Regions from separate parts of the Mus musculus genome. Here region 2 is linked to region 1. Evidence: chromatin contacts called from public Hi-C data. All regions are on one chromosome and are shown on one strand. Each heading gives the region's core, a stretch centred on a gene start, on an enhancer-like site or on the middle of the called end of the contact. The rest is flanking DNA. Distances are from core to core; before and after follow the strand shown.

Region 1 (4,666 bases), core at 1,072-3,571:
ATGGGCTCTCCAGTGACACCATTGTAAGTTGTCACTTACGCTGTGGTGGGATTTCTGGTAAAGCAAGTAGCTTCCTTTTTTTCTGTTATGTAACTCCTACTCTGTGCTTGTATAAGTACCTCCTAAACTCACAGGCTCACAAAGCTAATCCTGGGTAAAGCTATTTTTCTGTCTTCCATCCATGCCCCATAGAAGGTGAAAAGATATCTGATCATGTCTCTGCAGGAAGTCAGATAACTCTATGTCTCTCACAAGTCTACCTCACATTCATGTAGAAGAACAGTTGCCTAGGGACTGGAGAGATGGCTCAGTCAGATAATAAGAGCTTTAATTACTTTTGCAAAGGACCAATAGTCTGTTTCCAGCAGCCATATCACACTTCATAACCACCTGTAACTCTAGGTCCAGGTGAATCCAACACCTCTGCTCTCTTGGCATCTGCACTCGGGTGCACATGCCCCACATGCAGGTACACAAACACATACATAGTTAAAAATAATAAAAAGAAAAACTTTTAACAAACAAGAAAAGAACAGTTGATATGATGGTTACTCTTTAGGAGTTTGAAGAGGGAATCAAATGACTGTTGGTCCATTTCCCCCACCACTTCCACGAGTGACATTATATGAGTTGTAACTCTCATTGGCTATGTCCAGAATGCAAGGTCTGCCTTCACTCAAGATTAGTGTAGGCTGATCAGCAAAAGAGCCAGACACTGTTCTTGTTGCAGCAGAGCATTCTGTGTGGTCCAGTTGTGGGGGGGGGGGCAGGTATCCAGATATCTGCTTCCACTTAGTCTTGAGACTTGATAGGTAGACAAGCTTTACTGGACTGCACAGCGGGACATGCATGCCTGCAACCTTCAGGATGGTAAACATAAGCCAGGCCTTTGTACCTGTGCACCTCTCCATGTGGATATTCAGTGCTTAGGAGTTAATAAGGCTTAGCTCTCTGTACCTAAAGGACATCATTTATGAACCTATCTACATCATGTCAGTTAACCAAGGATTAAACAAGATAATACATGTAACACTGCACTACATACATGTGGCATGTGATACTGCAAATACGTGGCATGTGCCTTGCACATGATAACCTTAATAACAGTCCTTTCCTTCCCTGAGAAGAGGATCTCACTGTCTTGCTTCCCAACAAACCCATTTTTTAATTAATTTTCAGAGAAGACTCTATACCATAGAAATTCAACAAGCTAATGAGGTATAATGAATGTTCCTTCCCCAGCATATTGGCATTTTAATGAGGAAAAATGAGAGATCCTGCTGTACTAATCCAACCCTCTTTGAGGTAGGCAGAAGACAACAGAGACTATCTGAAAATTAAGGAGAAACTACTCAGGAGTTCCTGCTTTAATAGCATTTTAAATTCAATGTTTGAGGTCAGACTTCTAAAGCGGAATCCATGTTTGGGAGCAGCTGGAACTACAAGAGCATAGCAAGTGTCTTGGCGTGGCTGTTCTGTGGAACTCCTTTTAGGGGCTGTGGTGGTTTGAAAGTGCTTGGCCTATGGGAAATGGCACTATTAGAAGGTGTGGCCTTGTTGAAGGAAGTACATCACTGTGGGGGGTGGGCTTTGAAGTCTCCTAGTGCTCAAGCTCCACCCAGTGCAGAAGAGAGCTGGCTGCTTGCAGAAGACAGTCTTCTCCTCTCTGCCTTCAGATCAAGATATAGAACTCTTAGCTCTTCCAACACTGTGTCTGCCTTGATATTACCACACTAATGGTAATGAACTAAACTTCTGAACTTGTAAGCAGCCCCAAGGAAATTGTTTCCTTATAAGAGTTGCTTTGGTTATGGTGTCTCTTCATAGCAATAAAACCCTAACTAAGATGGGGAATATTTAGTGTGCATAAATTGAAGAGATTACAAGTCAGTATCTGTAGCCTGGATATTTAAATATTGAAGACAGAACAGAAGACAGGGTATGTGAAATAAAGCCTTCATATAACTAAGATGTGTACATAGGATGGGAAGGATAAAATAAATTGGCCACTGAAAGTATGTATATTTGCATACAGTGTTAGCATGCAGTTCTTTAACTTGCTATCCCTTATTTTGAATTTTTCTACTAAAAGGCACATTGCAAGCATTCTTAACCACAGGATCCCACACATACTATAAATTCCCACAAAAAGTCACGAATCTCCTTCCTATTGAACGACTGCTCCACAAACCCCGGGATTTCATTGTTTACAGTTCCATAGTCATATTTGTGGCCAATTCTGTTGTGCACGGCAATGTATTACAACAACAGTGTGCAGGACTTTAAGTCATAGTGGCTAGCAGCTCTGTGGTCAGTGACAGGAAATTATATAATGTCCTTACCAATGTGCCATAAAGAAGAGAGGTCCCATGTTTCTCCAGCTCACCCCTTGTCCCGCACTTGCCACTAATGATAGGTTTTGAAAATAGGGTGGGGGTAAGTGGCCCCTGGAGTCCTATTCTCTGTACCCCTAGACCATACTCAGCCCCCAGTGTTGGGTAAGCCTTGTGCCTCTAACTCCCACACAGCTTGGCTTTTCAGAAAGTACATGGATTTTACACTCTCGGTCTACGGACTTGTACTTTCACAATTGCTTTAGCTGTGAAAACGACACTTAGAAGAGTAGTTTGGCCTAAGATGAGGGTCATCCTGGACTTCACAGTCACAGGCATACTGGGGTGGGGGGTGGGGGTAGGGTAGCAGCTTGACCTGTAGTAGGGGTGGGCTGTGGTATTTGTTTGTTTCAATTTCTGTGCATTTACTATTTGAATACAAGCCCTCAGATCTGCTTCTTTTACAGTAACTGGTTTTCAAGTCACATTGTTCCTAGTCTTTCCTTCAGGGAGGGAGGGAGGGCAGCCTGACGTCAGCCACTGCCAGCCTCCAGCTTGCCCTGACCCCTTGTCTGGCTTGTGTTGCCCATGATTATGGTTCTTGCTGGCAGTGCTGTGGCCCATGGGACCATAGGGCAGAAAGCAGAAAAGGAACTTTGAATTACAGGGGAAATGATGTTTTTTTAAAGGCAACACTTCACTGGTATCTATTTTTTCCCCCCACTGCAAGATATTTTCAAACAGTTTGCTCTTTATTTCAATCAGATATGTCTGACCACACCTCTTGAGGAAATTTATTCGATTGTGGAACTCGCTTTGGTGAAATAATCTAAAAAAAAACAACTGGAAAAATAGTATGTATGTTTCTTCATATGTGTGTGAAAGACTGGATATCTAAAATGTTCAAAAATATGGGAGAAGGCTAGAGAGATCACTCAGGCAATAAGGTGCTTGTCTGGCTCTCACGTGGACCTGAGTTCAATCCCATAGCCTGTGTGAGACAGAGATGGGTGTGCTGGCACATGTGTAACCCTTACACAGGTTACTGTGGCTCACTGGCCAGCAAGGGTAGCCTATGTGAGCAGCTCCAGGCCAGTGAGGGAGCATGTCTCAAAAGAGTGCTGAAGACAAGCTCCCAAATTTTTCCTCTGACTTTCACTTACACACACACACACACACACACACACACACACACACACACTTCTAAATGTAAAGAATGACACATTTTGCTGAACTAAATGCATATTATGCTAGATCTGCTCATGTTAATTGGATATTTGGTTTATTTTATGTCCCATCAGATGGGGAATCGTGTGTTTCAGTCAGTGCGTCTAATGTTTCCCATACCTTTAAATGCTAATGAAGATTAAATAATCATGCTCATTGTTTTTTATAACTACTTGGTCGATTAAACATGACTAACATTTTGCACAGTACTAGAAGTATTGGACTTACTGTTTCCAGTAATTAAAAAGAAATATTTAAAACATTCTCTCATTTCTAATTCCGTAAAGTTAATTCTTTATTACCTTCCTTCTCGAATGTGAAGTTTGATCAGTAGAGATTCACTTCCATGTGTGTTTCTTGCCCTACCAGGCATGATTCAGTCAGCATGCACACCTGAGGTGAACCCTGCCTGGCTTTTGGCAGAGGAAATCACTCAGGAATGTGAACTTAGAAGTAAACAATTAGAGTGGACTCTGGCATCCGGTCAGGCATATGGCATTCACATTGGTCAACAGAACACACATGTACACACATGTACACACACACACCAGTCACGTTAAGGGGACTCAGCAGAGAACAGACGGCACGTGAACCGACATGGCGAGTGTTCACTGCAATGCACCAGTATTGTGATTTTGTGATAATCTTTTAGTGTTCTATTCATTTTTCTCTGGCTCTATCATTTTTTCCCCCAAGGTTTTCAATTTATCTCAAGATGTGGTCTTTACCAAGCTTTCTGCATCTTAATCTCTCCCCCTCTCTTTTTTTTATTAGATATTTTCTTCATTTACATTTCAAATGCTATCCCAAAAGTCCCCTATACACTCCCCCTGCTCTGCCCCCCAACCCATCCACTCCTGCTTCCTGGCCCTGGCATTCCTCTGTACTGGGGCATATAAATACTCACAAGACCAAGGGCCTCTCCTTCTATTGATGGCCTACTAGGCCATCCTCTGCTACATATGCAGCTAGAGACACGAGCTCTGGGGGTACTGGTTAGTTCATATTGTTGTTCTACCTATAGGGTTGCAGACCCCTTTAGCTCCTTGGGTACTTTCTCTAGCTCCTTCATCGGGGGCCCTATGTTCCATCCAATAGATGACTAT
Region 2 (4,911 bases), core at 1,576-4,075, 170 kb before region 1:
TATATTGCCTGGCAGACTTAAGTTTAATAATAAAAGGCTCCTCTAGTAAAATTTATATAATTCCATCTTCAAATTCTAGTAACTTAGGATTTTGGGGACTAAGATTCTAGCCTGAATCCTGGTAGATAAGCATCAAACCATAGAAAATGCACAAAGTAAAATTTAAAATGCCTTTAATCACCCTTTGAAGGCTATTTGATTTACTTTCAACTTTTTAGTTTTAAAAAGGGAGCCAGTTTAATAAAATAGTTACCATTTCTCTATTACTACATTGCCCCCCATAGAGCTCTTGCCAAGAGATCTCAGTAACATTGGTGCCTGTCCCAGAGGCAGTTCGTATGTTGTAATGCTAACTGCATCACTACCAAAATACTAAACTATTCATCATTGAATGTTTGCCACCAAAATTACACCTTATATGCCCCACTCTTTCACTTTTAACACCACCAAAATGAATTTAAAATGCATGTTGAAATTATAATTACTATTTAAAAGGCTAAAAGAATTGAAACTTGTAGCTTCTAGTGTACAGTGCTAGAAAACACACAGGGCTTTTCTCCTGGGTGTCTTCTCAATTCTCTGGCATGCACATCTTGGGTCAAATGCCAACTCCTCATTGTTTTGTTTGTTGAAGCAGAGTCACCATGTTGAGGACGATGATGATGGAGCTGGTCTTCACTAGGACAGGAACTTCGTTTCTCTGATAATAACCATTCATTTCTACTGAAACATCATGTGACCTTGAATTGGTAGATTCCAATAATTATTAAAAATTACGTTTGACTTCTGTGTTTGGCTTCCTGCTCTAGGAACCCTAAATAACAGACTATTGCTCTATTCTCTTTGTCTGCTAGAGCCTTTGATTTTTGCTCTGCCCTACCATGTGCACTCTTTCGCTTTTGCTGAACTGCCCTAAGTCTGGCTTTCATGGTCCTGGCTTTATCTAGTCTCTGTCTGTTGAGATTTTCACTTGGGATGTTTCTATGTCTTCTTCCTGCTTCCTACCTGTTCTTCTAGCATTCAGAGAGGACTTTGTTTCATTAAGTTCTGCGATTTCAGGAGGGGTGTTCAGTTCTCACCAGCTTCACCATGAAAGAGCCCCCTCTCTTCCTTTGCTCAAGGTGCAGATGTTCGAGGACTGCTGATAGCAGCTGAGCACACCAGCCAGTGCTGACTATTACATGGCATAATCTTTCTTTCTTCTTTGTGGTCTTTGGAACATCGAGCCTAGGACTTTGCATACCCTATGCAGACCCTCTACCTCTGAGATTCCTTTCTGAAGTTTGTAAGTCTGGCATAGTAAAAGATGAACAATTATAAAACAAAATAGGAAAGTCTAACAATGTATTACCAGAGAACAGCCAACAGCTTTGCACCTTGGGATGATTAAATAAAAGGGTGTCACTGCATAGAACTGTGACACCAGCACAGTTGACCTGATAACAGTGGCAGACAACTACTAGGTGACTGGTATGTGTGTTGTATAGACTGTCTGGAATGGACAGATGGGTGGGTCACATGCTGGGTCATGTTAGGTGGCCCAGTGTGAGATTCTGCCACCATGAATTCCCTGTTTGAGAATTTGTTCATTGCCCAAATTAAACACATCTCAATAATTAGTAAAAATGAAAAAAAACCATCTTAATTTATTTATTTTTTAAACATTAATGCATTTTGTATGTGTGTCTGTCCCTGTGTGGATGTCCGAATGCTATAGGTCAATCGCATGCATGTGGAGGTCATAGGATATCTTGCAGAGAGAGGCTCAGTCTCTCTTTTCATCAGATGGGTCCTGAGGATCAAACTCAGGTGGGTAAGGTGCAAGCACTTTTGCCCATTGTCTTGTTGACACCGTGCATATTACTGTTTTTAACATAAGAAAATCTATGCGAAGTAAAAACCATTATTTAAATGCATAATAATCTCAGATCTATAAGATCTTAATGTACTTGCCTGGTGTTGCCCACTTTCTCAGAAAGCTAAGAAAATAGAGAGGGTTGTTGACAGGGACGAGTCAAGAAAAGGGGGAACAGGAAACAGAGCGATAACAGAAGTGACCCCCAGGGACTTCCCAATATGGCTGCTAGTTTGCTAAGTTAAGTCCATTGCCCATTTCCCCATTGAGAAGTTAGTCTTTTCCGTAATGGTGCAAGCTCTTTATTAAGTATGAAACCCTCTTATTTATTTGTGCAGTGCAAATTATCCTCTAGCAGTTTCTGCCTTTTGATTTGGCTGTGGCTTGCTTTATTAGAGAGGAGTGTACAATTTTTTTTTTACCCATTCCATTTCACCAACCCAAGGGTAATTTTTAGTTTTAGATTCTATGATTCTACTAAGTGGGAATGAGAGGAAGTGCATGGGAGATATAGGATTGTAGGCCACAGTCCTGTATATAATGCAGGTTGTACCTACAGTAATATTTTGTTACAGAGACTGAGCTAGCTGCCTGATTTCTTTAATAGTAAAAACTTATTAGATATTTGCCTATTCTCCCCTAACCATGGATGTCCATCTATTTTGACTTTATGTAACCGGAGACTTTGGCAAAAAAAAAAAAAAATTAAACTGATTTCTGAAAAAAATTGTAAGAAACCATGGATAATAAAAAAAAATTCAGATCAAGATATAAGAAAGATCAGCTATCTTAAAACCAAGAAAAGTAAAAATCAAAATAGCACAAAATTTCCAAGTGATGGCTGCTCAGGGGACAACATTGAAAAAAAAAAAAAAAACGCATCCTCATTCCGGCTGTGGTTTGGTTACTCCACAGCTGTGTGGATGGAAGCAAGGCCACCAAAGTGCTCAGAAATGCCAACAGGCAAAGAGGAAATGGGGGAGGGAGTTTTTGGCACTCTGTCTCTGTGCACTTTCAACACAAACATAGGCTCCTTGTTTTCTTCGGAGAGGAAGACAAATTTGCAATAAAGACATATGACCGGAGCGCTGTGAAACCCACCATTGGACAGTTACAGGACACTCTGGCCTCTCTCTCACTAGTGCCACCTGGTGGCTGCAAGGGATTTCATAGTCCTACGATCACGTGACTCTCTTCTTTCTAAATTACCACCCCAATTTTTGTCCAGCTCTATCTCTATGGTTCTTTTAGGATGCTATGATCTGGATGTAGCTTTCGCTAGCATTGTCTGCAAACAGGAATGAGTTTGTTTGGATAGGACATTGTATTGGCTGGTTTTATGTCATCTTGACACAAGCTAGGATCGTCAGAGAGGAGGGATCCTCGACTGAGAAAATGCCTCCATTAGATCAGAGTATAGGCAAACCTCTATAGCATTTTTATAATTAGTGATTGATGTGGAAGGGCCCAGCCCATAATGGGTGGTGCCATCCATGGACTGGTGTCCTAGAATAAGAAAAAGAAAAAAAGCAAGCTGAGCAAAGCCAGTAAGCAGCGCTCCTCCACCGTCTCTGCACAGCTCTTGCCTCCAGACTCCTTTCCTGTTTGAGTTCCTGTCCTGACTTCCATTGTTGGTGAACTGTGATGTCGAAGTGTACCTGAATAAACCCTTTTCTCCCCAAGTTTCTTTGATCATGTTGTTTCATCACTGCAATAGCAACTCTAAGTAAGACAGACATTATCATTTCCTTATTTTCAATGAAACAAGACCCTATTGACATGTGTGGGACCACAATGGCCCAGGGTTATGGAGGAAGGCTTGAGGGAGCTTCAGCCTCTGATACCTCAAATATAAGGATGGTAGGATTTGGCTTCTCCCCCTCCAACCTGTCACCATGAAACTGGCTTCCCCGCCATCAACCCTAGCATATTCATTATTACCCTGACAGTTATCAGGCTTCATTCCTTGTTTGGCCCGTAAGACCTCCCCAACCCTTGTGTACGCAGATGAGGTGTTGTCTAACACCCCTGCCCTGGCCAATGGTACAAGGCCACACAAACCTTGCCGTAGAGACTCTGGCCACCTCCCCAGGGACATAAATACCTCTTTCTCCCCTCCCAATAAATGAATCAGTTCTCCGACCCTGTTCCCCAATCCTGTTCCCCGACACGGTTCCCCGACACTGTTCCCAGACACTGTACCCCGACACTGTTCCCGGACACTGTTCCCAGACACTGTTCCCGGACACTGTTCCCAGACACTGTTCCCCGATACTGTTCCCAGACACTGTTCCCAGACACTGCTCCCCGACACTGTTCCCGGACACTGTTCCCAGACACTGTTCCCAGACACTGTTCCCCGACACTGTTCCCGGACACTGTTCCCAGACACTATTCTCAGACACTGTTCCCAGACACTATTCTCAGACACTGTTCCCCGACACTGTTCCCAGACACTGTTCTCAGACACTGTTCCCCAACACTGTTCTCCAGCGCATTCTTTGCATCACATGGATGTGGTGATAAGCTCCTTACAGCTGAATAATTTGTGATTTCATTTGGCCTTGTTGAAAATTACATAGTCAGAAACATTTCATTAACCTCAGAGAGAAAATAATATAAACTTCCAACCTTCATCAAAGTGAATGGTTAGCAGTTGAATAGGCTTGAAAACCTATTGTATTTGCACACATTTGAGACATTCATTTGGGCAATAGACTATAAAGGAGTTGTTTTGTAGATTAAACAGTATAAGTGCATTAGGTTTTTGGAGCTTTAGGAGTCTTCTCAGATAAATTCTAAATGAGTAAAAGTTTATATGCATTTAAAAGAGACTGAAATATATTAGAGGTTCTCTTATTAGATAAAACATATTCATTAGCGCTGTAGATTTTTGAATAATGATTTTATATGGCTGAATAATGCTATGCATTTAAGAAGGCTAGACAGCTTTTTAACTATGAAATAGTGTGGACATATTATGAAATATTGGAATATAAGAAAAAATGCAATACCACAACTCTAATAAACTGTTGCTTTTAGTTAGTGTCTTAGTC

The links. A called contact is a pair of places that touch in the nucleus more often than the background predicts.
Region 2: a Hi-C map of bone marrow-derived macrophages shows a contact between it and region 1, with 26 read pairs. The contact joins two enhancer-like sites. A contact is called at or near these places in 3 of 484 Hi-C or Micro-C datasets (bone marrow-derived macrophages, cerebral cortex and myeloid progenitors) and 2 of 115 datasets of contacts at active chromatin or transcription factors (astrocytes and large pre-B cells).

The regions. Positions count from the first base shown.
Region 1 is chr10:20,748,491-20,753,156 of GRCm38.p6, reverse strand. No RefSeq gene overlaps it. Among named protein-coding and RNA genes, the nearest start is that of Gm33510, 88 kb to the left of the region's middle. Within about 2 kb of position 2,321, at least 14 of the 459 cell types and tissues checked have an H3K27ac peak or open chromatin away from gene starts, as enhancers often do. A contact at or near this core is called in bone marrow-derived macrophages, where this site is marked.
Region 2 is chr10:20,913,800-20,918,710 of GRCm38.p6, reverse strand. No RefSeq gene overlaps it. Among named protein-coding and RNA genes, the nearest start is that of Ahi1, 36 kb to the left of the region's middle. Within about 2 kb of position 2,825, at least 29 of the 459 cell types and tissues checked have an H3K27ac peak or open chromatin away from gene starts, as enhancers often do. A contact at or near this core is called in bone marrow-derived macrophages, where this site is marked.